Linked DNA regions of Rattus norvegicus: all the other regions are linked to region 3. The links are chromatin contacts, called in public Hi-C maps. All regions are on one chromosome and are shown on one strand. Each heading gives the region's core, a stretch centred on a gene start, on an enhancer-like site or on the middle of the called end of the contact. The rest is flanking DNA. Distances are from core to core; before and after follow the strand shown. Region 1 holds the start of Ccdc146 (coiled-coil domain containing 146). Region 2 overlaps Gsap (gamma-secretase activating protein). Region 3 overlaps Ccdc146 (coiled-coil domain containing 146).

Region 1 (2,713 bases), core at 205-2,704, 85 kb after region 3:
CCTGAGAGGTTTACACCTGTGCTCTTGAATATGACTCTTTCTCTCCCTGAGTGAGCAGTCACCCCTACCAACCCCGGTGCTGCTTAAACCTGTGTTTAGAATCTCTTTTGAATCAACCCTCTTTCACACTAGCTTCTCCCAACATTTTTTTTCCTGCAGAGTCAAGAGTAGGTTTTTCCTCAGTGGAAGTCCTTAAGGACAGGGGGTTTCTCAGACGGCTGACAGAAGGGCTGGGCTGCCACAGTGCCATCACCACTACCATAGTCGTCACTAAGAGAATAACACGGACACTGGCAAGGACTTTATACCTATCGCTCTATCATTCTAGGTTCCAAGAATTGAGAGGGTCACATGTTTGGCTGAGAGTTCCAATCTTTAAAGGTATCATTTTATTTATTTATTTTGTACTCTATTTGAGACAGAGCTCTCAGTATATAGTCCAGGTGGACCTCAGATCTGAGATCCTCCTGCTTAGACTTCCCAAATTCCGAAAAACTACAAGTGAACACCACCACATTAGACTTAGAATTAGTTAAATCTGTATGTGAGGGAATTAGGGAATTATTTGAAGACTGTGGAGAAAGGGGGAGAAGAGTAGGCAAGTATGGATGAAATCATGTCCACAGCCCACATTTTCCATTATCTTTACTGCCTACTGAATAATAAACAGAAAAGAGTTAACTTCTAGAGTTATTTAGCACAGTCTATATATCAAAACTAAGGCCATGAAAATAATCTGACATCTCCTAACATGTCTTATTATCTTAGAGAGGAGGAAGAGAGGGAGAGAGAGAGAGAGAGAGAGAGAGAGAGAGAGAGAGAGAGAGAGAGAGAGATTTTATTTTATCACTAAGGCCAAGGATCAGTTGCAGGGAAAGAGCTCTAGATTGCTCTCTAAACAAGTTCAATTGTCTCCAAATCTCTTAGCAACTTAGAAATATGTCATTCCTAAAATACTTTAATCGTTTTGTAGACCGTACATCTTTGTTGTCCATTGTTTCATTTGATACTTGTGGGAAAAAAGAAAAAAGAAACCTTTAACACGATGCAAGAAAAACGTCATTTTACATGCAAACAGTTAAGACCCTAAGGCAACCAATGACTGACCTAAGGTCACTTACAATTAAGAAAGAGCCAGGATTCTAACACTTTTCCAATCTAGTATTTTCTAAGAGGTAGTTTCCTTAAAGGGCTGAGAAGGGAGGAAACAACAGAATGTGTCTATCCTCTCTTGCTAGGGGGATTCTCTATTCCAAGGGACCCACATTAGTTTGGTGATGTTTGGTTCTAGCCATCTAAAGAGGGTATTCCTAACTTTGAATCTAATTCCCATCTATAAACATGGTGCTTCTTACCCTTTCTTTTTGTCCTGATTCTTATTTTTCTCCGTGTGTTTTGGTCTCTGGGGTCTCACTTCAAAACTCCACCCTCTCCAGAGTCGCGTTCTCCGTATCCAAAGTAACCACACAGCTGAAATATTACCTTTCCATTGGTCAGTTAGATTAAGGTTTTTTTTTTTTCTTTCTCTGATCTCTTGGCCAATGGGCTTGAAGCAACAGGAACGCAACAGGGACTTCTCTACCAATCGGCTCTTGTCACTCTGCCTATTCGTCGCATTGTCTCATGGGATATGTAGTTTCAAAGCTACCAGAACCCCTCAATGTTTGGCTCCTTTAAAACTACATCTCCCGACGGCCTCCGCCAAAGGGGCGGAAATAGGTGGCTAGTCAGGGTCAGGGCTTCAACAGGACGCTTTGACGTTTTAATTTTCCTACCGGCATCGTTTTGAGGCTGAGATTTAAGTCGTTAAGTGCTGTGCTGGGACTTGGCTCGTTCTTCCTCAGCGGAACCGTGCTTACGGTCGCCTTTCTGACTGGCCCGAGGCAGCTCGTGTTTCGGGCTGTCTCAGGACCCGCGAGCCGAGGCTGAAGGGTTCCGAGGGAGAGCATGTTCGGCCGCCTCCCTCCTTGCGCGTCCCGGGTGCGGGCGGGCGCCTTGTTCGGAGCTCTGGGGACCCGGACATGCGGCTCCGGTGGGGCCGAGCGGCGGGGCTCGGTGCCCGCGAACCCTGGGGCCGGCCTGGCACGCGGGGATCTGAGGGAGTGGACGCTGAGGGTGAGCCCGTTTGGGCGGCTGAGGGCGCGGCTCCCATGCCACCTGTCCGTGAGGCCCCTGGATCCCCTCGCGCACCCGGACGGCGACCGCGTGCTAGTGGCGGTGAGCGGCGTGGGGAGCGGGACGCGTGGCCTAGACAGCCTGCAGGTCAAGTATGACGCTGCTCTGCAGGAGATGGCCATTCTGTCAGACGACATTGATCCCGAGGCGTCGGTGGAGGTGAACGCACCCGTCAAATTTGGCAAGTGATGTGAAAACGGGTTTGGGTCGCAAAATACCGTCTCACCTAGTTGGCCCTTTCCGGGGATCTCTTTTCTAAAGCCACACTCCTGGGTTCCTGAGTAGTGTTTAAGCGTTAGATTCCCGATTCCGGAGGAAAATTAAAACTGAATGGAAGCTTGTATTGGAACAATCTGAATCTAATTACATTGTGGAGCCCCATGTTCTTTTTTGTCACAGCCATTAGCATCGTTCAGTGTTGAGGTTTCCTGATAACTATCCAGTGGTTTGGTAGTCCACATCTTGGGGCTCTGGTCCCTAGTCAACTCTATGTATAGAGGCGTCCAGCTAACGTAGGAAAAAATACTTGCTTTCCAAC
Region 2 (2,700 bases), core at 113-2,612, 82 kb before region 3:
TAAACAGGAAGAGAAAAGAAGAAGAGAGGCTAGGCTCTTGATTTGCAAATTCTCATGGGTGACCCTGTTCTGTGAAACATGGAGTTGCTCAGAAATGCCAACACCCGAGAGGCATGGAACGAGATGTGGTCCCTACTACAGGAGAGACCACGGTGCCTGCTTTTCAAGCTAATGCTGTTTTTGTCTCCAGGTCTACAGCTTGAAGGGGTACTGGGCAAAGCTGAACTCCAACCTCGAGTATATTAAGTACACCAAGCCTCACCTGCACTACCACAACAGCGTCGTGAGGAGAGAGTGGCATAACCTGATCTCTGAAGAGGTGAGTCACACACACGGCTAGCAGCAGAGGCTGAGCCGCAAGGCTGGCCCATGCTGGCCATGCTGTCCTCTGTCACCACGCATATCACCCCAGTGAAACCCAGTGGGCAGGGAGGACTGCTCTATACTGCCTGTTCTTTGAGGAGAAGCTGGAGTAATGGAAAGAAGGGACACGTGACTCACTCATAGTAGAAAAGTAATGAGTACGATCACGTCTCAGACATTGTTAGGTTACTTGAATAGCTAAAAGTTTATTAAGAAAAATGTTAGGTGTTCCCCCAGTTAGTGTTTGCCAGAGGTTGGGAGGAGAAAGAGTTGATGAGGCAGACTGTAAAGGGATTGGTCATAGGGGGTGCTCTTTGGGAAAATGAGATAGTTCTGTGTTTTGATCATGGCGGTACACTGTAGTAAAGCTACACACATGGTGAAATGGCCTAGAACTACACACACAGTGTACCATATCCATTTCCTGACTGTGGTATTGTAGTGTGGCTATATCAGACAGAAACATTGACAGAGCTTAGGTGGAATGCCTAGGACCCCTGCACTGCTGCCGTATTGAGTCCTCTGAGAATAAGCAGCTGCTCTTCTTACGTGGGAAATAATATTAGTTTCCAACCCTTAACTATATTGCTATTTGTTCTTGCTACTAACGAAAAAGCTATCCACGAAAATTCAGTCTTCCTCAATCCTCACATGTTCTCACCCCTAGAGAACGGGAAAAAGGAGGTCCACAATGTACGTGAGGAACATTCTTGACAACGCTGTGAAGTGAGTACGATCAGAGGCTGCCTATCGTGGGCCCGGTTGGCTGCCCGCAGGGTATTCTCTCAGTCAACTGCTGCCCTTGGCTTCCTGTAGACCACTGGGCGCTGGGGTGTCTCTCGGGAAATGCCTCTCTAGACACTCAGCCTAAAACTGGCGACTTGTCATGGATAAACGGTCAAGGGGGCTTTTATCAGCGAGTACCTCTGAGAACGGAAGACGCAGCAGGTCGCTTTGTTTGAACGGTTGGTGGGCTGTGTTGGCGGGACCTGCTCTTATTTTGAAAGCGTTTTCTCTGGGTGGATGAGTCATCGCCGAGGGCTGAAAGTGCAGGCCTCATTCCAACCCCTGTTCTGTTTTTAGCCTTCGTTATTTCCAATAACTGAGAGCTTATTTTCTAAATAACCTGCTGTTGTTGGCTCTGAAGGCCTTTGGGATTTGGGGTTGTGTGCCTCTCGGTATACTGATTAAAGTTTTCGGGTAGCCAGAGGACAGTTTCTGCAGTGGTTTTGTGGGGCTTTAAAGGGGAGACATCTCTGCACGGTGCTGTGGATCGAAGGTTTTAACATGATGCTTCTGTTGTAGAGATAAACACTAAAATAAACACTAACTGGGGGAAACACCTAACATTTTTCTTAATAAACTTTTGCAGGGTGATTTCTAACATGGAAATGAAAACATTCGGTAAGAAAGACCTGTGTTAAAGTCCGTGCTTTGCTTGTAACATTTTTCTTCCTAACCAATGGGTTGGCAAGAAAATCACTCCCAGCCACATAATAGGGTGCCATGGATAGCAAACGCTCTTAATATCACCCTGTCACAGTTGCTACATACCATTTCAATATCTGTCTTAGTATCAGGACCTCCAGGGTGAGCCTCTGAGTGTGTTTGCTGATGGAGTCTTCTGGTTTTCCCACTTCTCCTCTCAGCGCTGATCTCTTAGCCTGGCCCCTGGCTGTATCCACCGGGTGCACTTGGTGTTCTCTTGCAGGAGCTGCTGCTTCTCCAGCTGTCTCATTGCATAGAGACTTTGACTTACATGTCCCATCCATTTGGTTCACATCAGGTCTTAACCCTGGGCTTGGTCCCAGGGGAGCAAAGATGGGTCATTGGATAAGCAGTGTGGTTCTGTGGGTGGACACCATCTTGGAGTCTAGAGCCAGCTGCCACATGCCAACCATAAGCGCCTGAACCTTGTCCTTGGGGCTAGCTAGCATGAGGGGAAAGGACAGAGTCCATTAGAGAATACCTAGTCAGTGTCTAGTGTAGGGAACAAGGGGTGTAGGCTGGACCCCTTCCCTTGATGGAGGAGAGAGGGAGTCTTGGGAGGTTTAAGTCTCCACAGGCAAGGAGGTTTACTCTGTGATAATGGAGGGAGAACAGTGAATATACCCAGGCCCAGGCCTTGGCGATATTGATCATGCTTCATGAAGGCTGGCCTCAGGAAACTGTTTTTATCTACTCCTGTCTTATGGGCTTGGATGTTTTTCATACGTGTGGGGACCGTAACGAACATTTAACTTGGAAATGGTGTAGCAGCAAGCCTAACAGCTGTATACACAGCCCAGTGAACCGTGAAGGTGGCTTTTCTCTACAGGGAACTGACCTCAGCCTGAA
Region 3 (2,700 bases), core at 118-2,617:
TGAGCAAGGCTGCTCACGCTGTGTCATCTCTTCTCTCTCAAGGACTCTACTGGTGTTGCTAAAATCACCTCACTGAGGGCGAGGGACATAGGACACAGGACTAAGACAAAGTATAATGATACGTTTGCATGAAAACGCCACAATGGAACACATTACTCCTATAATAAATTAGCGTTTATAAACATCACTTCTGATTCTTTGGGCAAGAACAGGAGATAGATTGGTCAGGTACAACGGGACATCAAAGCAGCGATTCAGAAAAGGTCTTTGCTGAGACCAGAGGGGAGAGTTATGGTTCCTCACCCTTGTCCTCTCCTAACTGAGCAAGCCTGCCTGACGGCTGCAATCACTAGTCACTGGAACTGAGTCATCCAGACGCCAGGACATCCCTGCACATGCCCGGCTCAAGTGTCAGAGCTCTCCCAGTCCATACCATGAGGAAGGTCACTGATCAGTCACAGCCTCGCTTCCCCAACTGACCAAGGCTTGCCAGAATATGTCAGAGTCAGACTGAGAGACACATTGTACCGACTGCCCAAATTTTAGGGATTACTGGAAACCAGGGAGACTCAAAAGGCAACAGAAAAGGGGAACATTGGAGAACATATTGGAACTTTTTATCAGAGAAAGCTTTTAGAAAATTAATGACTTCCTTGGTTGCAAAATAAGCTCCCTGCAGCATGAGTTTAACTACCTATTTACCTATATTTACTTAGCTCACTTAAACATGGTACACATTTTCTTCCTGAAGTGTATTTACCAAAAGATCAGCTGTGAGTATGAGCCCTAAACTAAACCTGTGTAACACAGATTTAATTATTAACTAAATCAAAACAAGTTACTGACCATTAGCATCTATTAAAAAGCTTATTCTATGTGAAAACGGTTGTTGGGCCAGAGGCAGAGGCAGAGGCAGAGGCAGAGGCAGAGGCAGAGGCAGAGGCAGAGGCAGAGGCAGAGGCAGAGGCAGAGGCAGAGGCAGAGGCAGAGGCAGAGGCAGAGGCAGAGGCAGAGGCAGAGGCAGAGGCAGAGGCAGAGGCAGAGGCAGAGGCAGAGGCAGAGGCAGAGGCAGAGGCAGAGGCAGAGGCAGAGGCAGAGGCAGAGGCAGAGGCAGGGGGATCTTTGTGTCTTTGAGGCCATCCTGGACTACTTAGTGAGACGCTGTCGCAAACAGTATAAGAAAAGGAAAGCGGCAGATGAGGAGGAGGAGGAGGAGGAGGAGGAGGAGGAGGAGGAGGAGGAGGAGGAGCTGGCAGCGGCAGCAGCCAGGAGGAGAGCAGCCAAAAGAGAAGCAACCTGATGTTGCTCTTGTCAGTGGCCAGTGACTCAGACGTTCCTGAAGATGCTGGGGTGGGGGTGTTGGGCACTTGGTATTGTTAGGTGTATAATGAGAGCTTACTGTGCTGAACTGACAAACATCGTCTGTATGCTTGGATGAATAGCTTTCTCTCCTTGGCTTTGCTTATTTTTATCTATGGGTGGAAATGCCTACTTTTTCCCCGGGCGTGTTGAGTGGATTTATTTCTGTACCATGGACTATCAAGTGTGAAGGCAACGGAGCAAACACAGCCCATTATTCTTGCCTGGAATTCCCTGTGCTAACAAAATTGTCTTTATGGAAATGAGCTTATTAATTCCAGAGCCGTTGATATTTGAGGATACAAGGGGGTCTGCTCAGCCTAAGGTACCACATGCTTTTGGCTGTTCTCATTCGGCGTGAGTGGTAACACAGCATCCTAAGGAGCTGGGGGTGGGGGGAGGACGGTTTGCCTGTCTATACCTAAAAAGCGCACCCCCCCCCAATTCTCCTTTCTTGGCAGGAATACTTGGAAATTTTAAACAATTTAAAAACCAGCTGACTTATGTGTTCCGTACCCTTTCACAAAATGTCACGAATTCCTATTTGCAAGACTAATGAACAAGCCCCAATTGTTTTAGTTTCATTGTCTCTTCGGCTGAAAAGAGTGCTCGTGGAAACAGCTGCTTTCCTTTTATAGTTCTATCTGGAGAGTTTGAACAAGTTTACACTGAAGGACACACAGAGAAAAGCTGCCTGACTTTTTTTCTTTCTGAATAGAATTCTGTTCATTTAAACTGCTTCCTTTATCTAACCCTCAGTTGAAAAACTTAAGCAACAAGGAAAGATCTCAAGATCCGGGGTCCACATGGTTTTCTGGAAGCTGCTCAGGCATTTGTTGTCTCCACGCAGGGCTGAATTGTGTTTGCACTGTCTGAAGTCTACATACTGTTAAAAATAGCCAAAACGCTGCCACCTTAAATAGCAACAGATTCTAGGAGGGCAGGTTGGACTTTCTTCCCAGTACCCAGACGCAGCGCCCAGCACACCACAACTCAAAATTACAGTCACCATGCAGTGGGGCAAGCCGAACTTCATGGAAACAGGACAGGGATTTGGGGAAAAGTTTACCCTCCCACTGGTCCCTGCTTTGCTTCACTAAGTGACTCCCCTCTAGGTCTGAATAAGCCAATGGATCTTCTGTGAGGGTGTCACCTTTTCTTCAGTAAGAGGAGACAAAGGTTAACTTACAGGATCCTGTGGCTGCCGTGTTAGAAGGTAAAGTGGGGGAGATATGACCTAGGTGCCTAGCAGCATGATGGGGTATAGTCAGGAGCCACCACTATCCAGGGGACAGGATGACAGATACAGAGACAAAAGAGGCAGGGGAGCAAGGAGGTGCC

The links. A called contact is a pair of places that touch in the nucleus more often than the background predicts.
Region 1: a Hi-C map of Schwann cells shows a contact between it and region 3, with 6 times the contacts expected there. The contact joins the promoter of Ccdc146 here to the enhancer-like site in region 3. A contact is called at or near these places in 6 of 12 Hi-C or Micro-C datasets (the A7r5 cell line, the Rat2 cell line, Schwann cells and 3 more).
Region 2: a Hi-C map of Schwann cells shows a contact between it and region 3, with 7 times the contacts expected there. The contact joins two enhancer-like sites. A contact is called at or near these places in 3 of 12 Hi-C or Micro-C datasets (the A7r5 cell line, the Rat2 cell line and Schwann cells).

Annotation. Positions count from the first base shown.
Region 1 is chr4:14,554,151-14,556,863 of GRCr8, reverse strand. It overlaps Ccdc146 (coiled-coil domain containing 146), which reads right to left and starts at 1,454. Exons shown (of 19, transcript NM_001419502.1): 1 at 1,356-1,454. It overlaps Fam185a (family with sequence similarity 185, member A), which reads left to right and starts at 1,697. Exons shown (of 8, transcript NM_001395612.1): 1 at 1,697-2,356. The coding sequence starts at 1,948.
Region 2 is chr4:14,720,848-14,723,547 of GRCr8, reverse strand. It overlaps Gsap (gamma-secretase activating protein), which reads left to right. Exons shown (of 31, transcript NM_001395028.2): 20 at 191-319; 21 at 1,031-1,089; 22 at 1,736-1,767. Among named protein-coding and RNA genes, the nearest start is that of Gsap, 78 kb to the left of the region's middle. Within about 2 kb of position 1,362, at least 16 of the 93 cell types and tissues checked have an H3K27ac peak or open chromatin away from gene starts, as enhancers often do. A contact at or near this core is called in Schwann cells, where this site is marked.
Region 3 is chr4:14,638,803-14,641,502 of GRCr8, reverse strand. All of the region lies in intron 4 of Ccdc146 (coiled-coil domain containing 146), which reads right to left. Among named protein-coding and RNA genes, the nearest start is that of Fgl2, 32 kb to the right of the region's middle. Within about 2 kb of position 1,367, at least 10 of the 93 cell types and tissues checked have an H3K27ac peak or open chromatin away from gene starts, as enhancers often do. A contact at or near this core is called in Schwann cells, where this site is marked.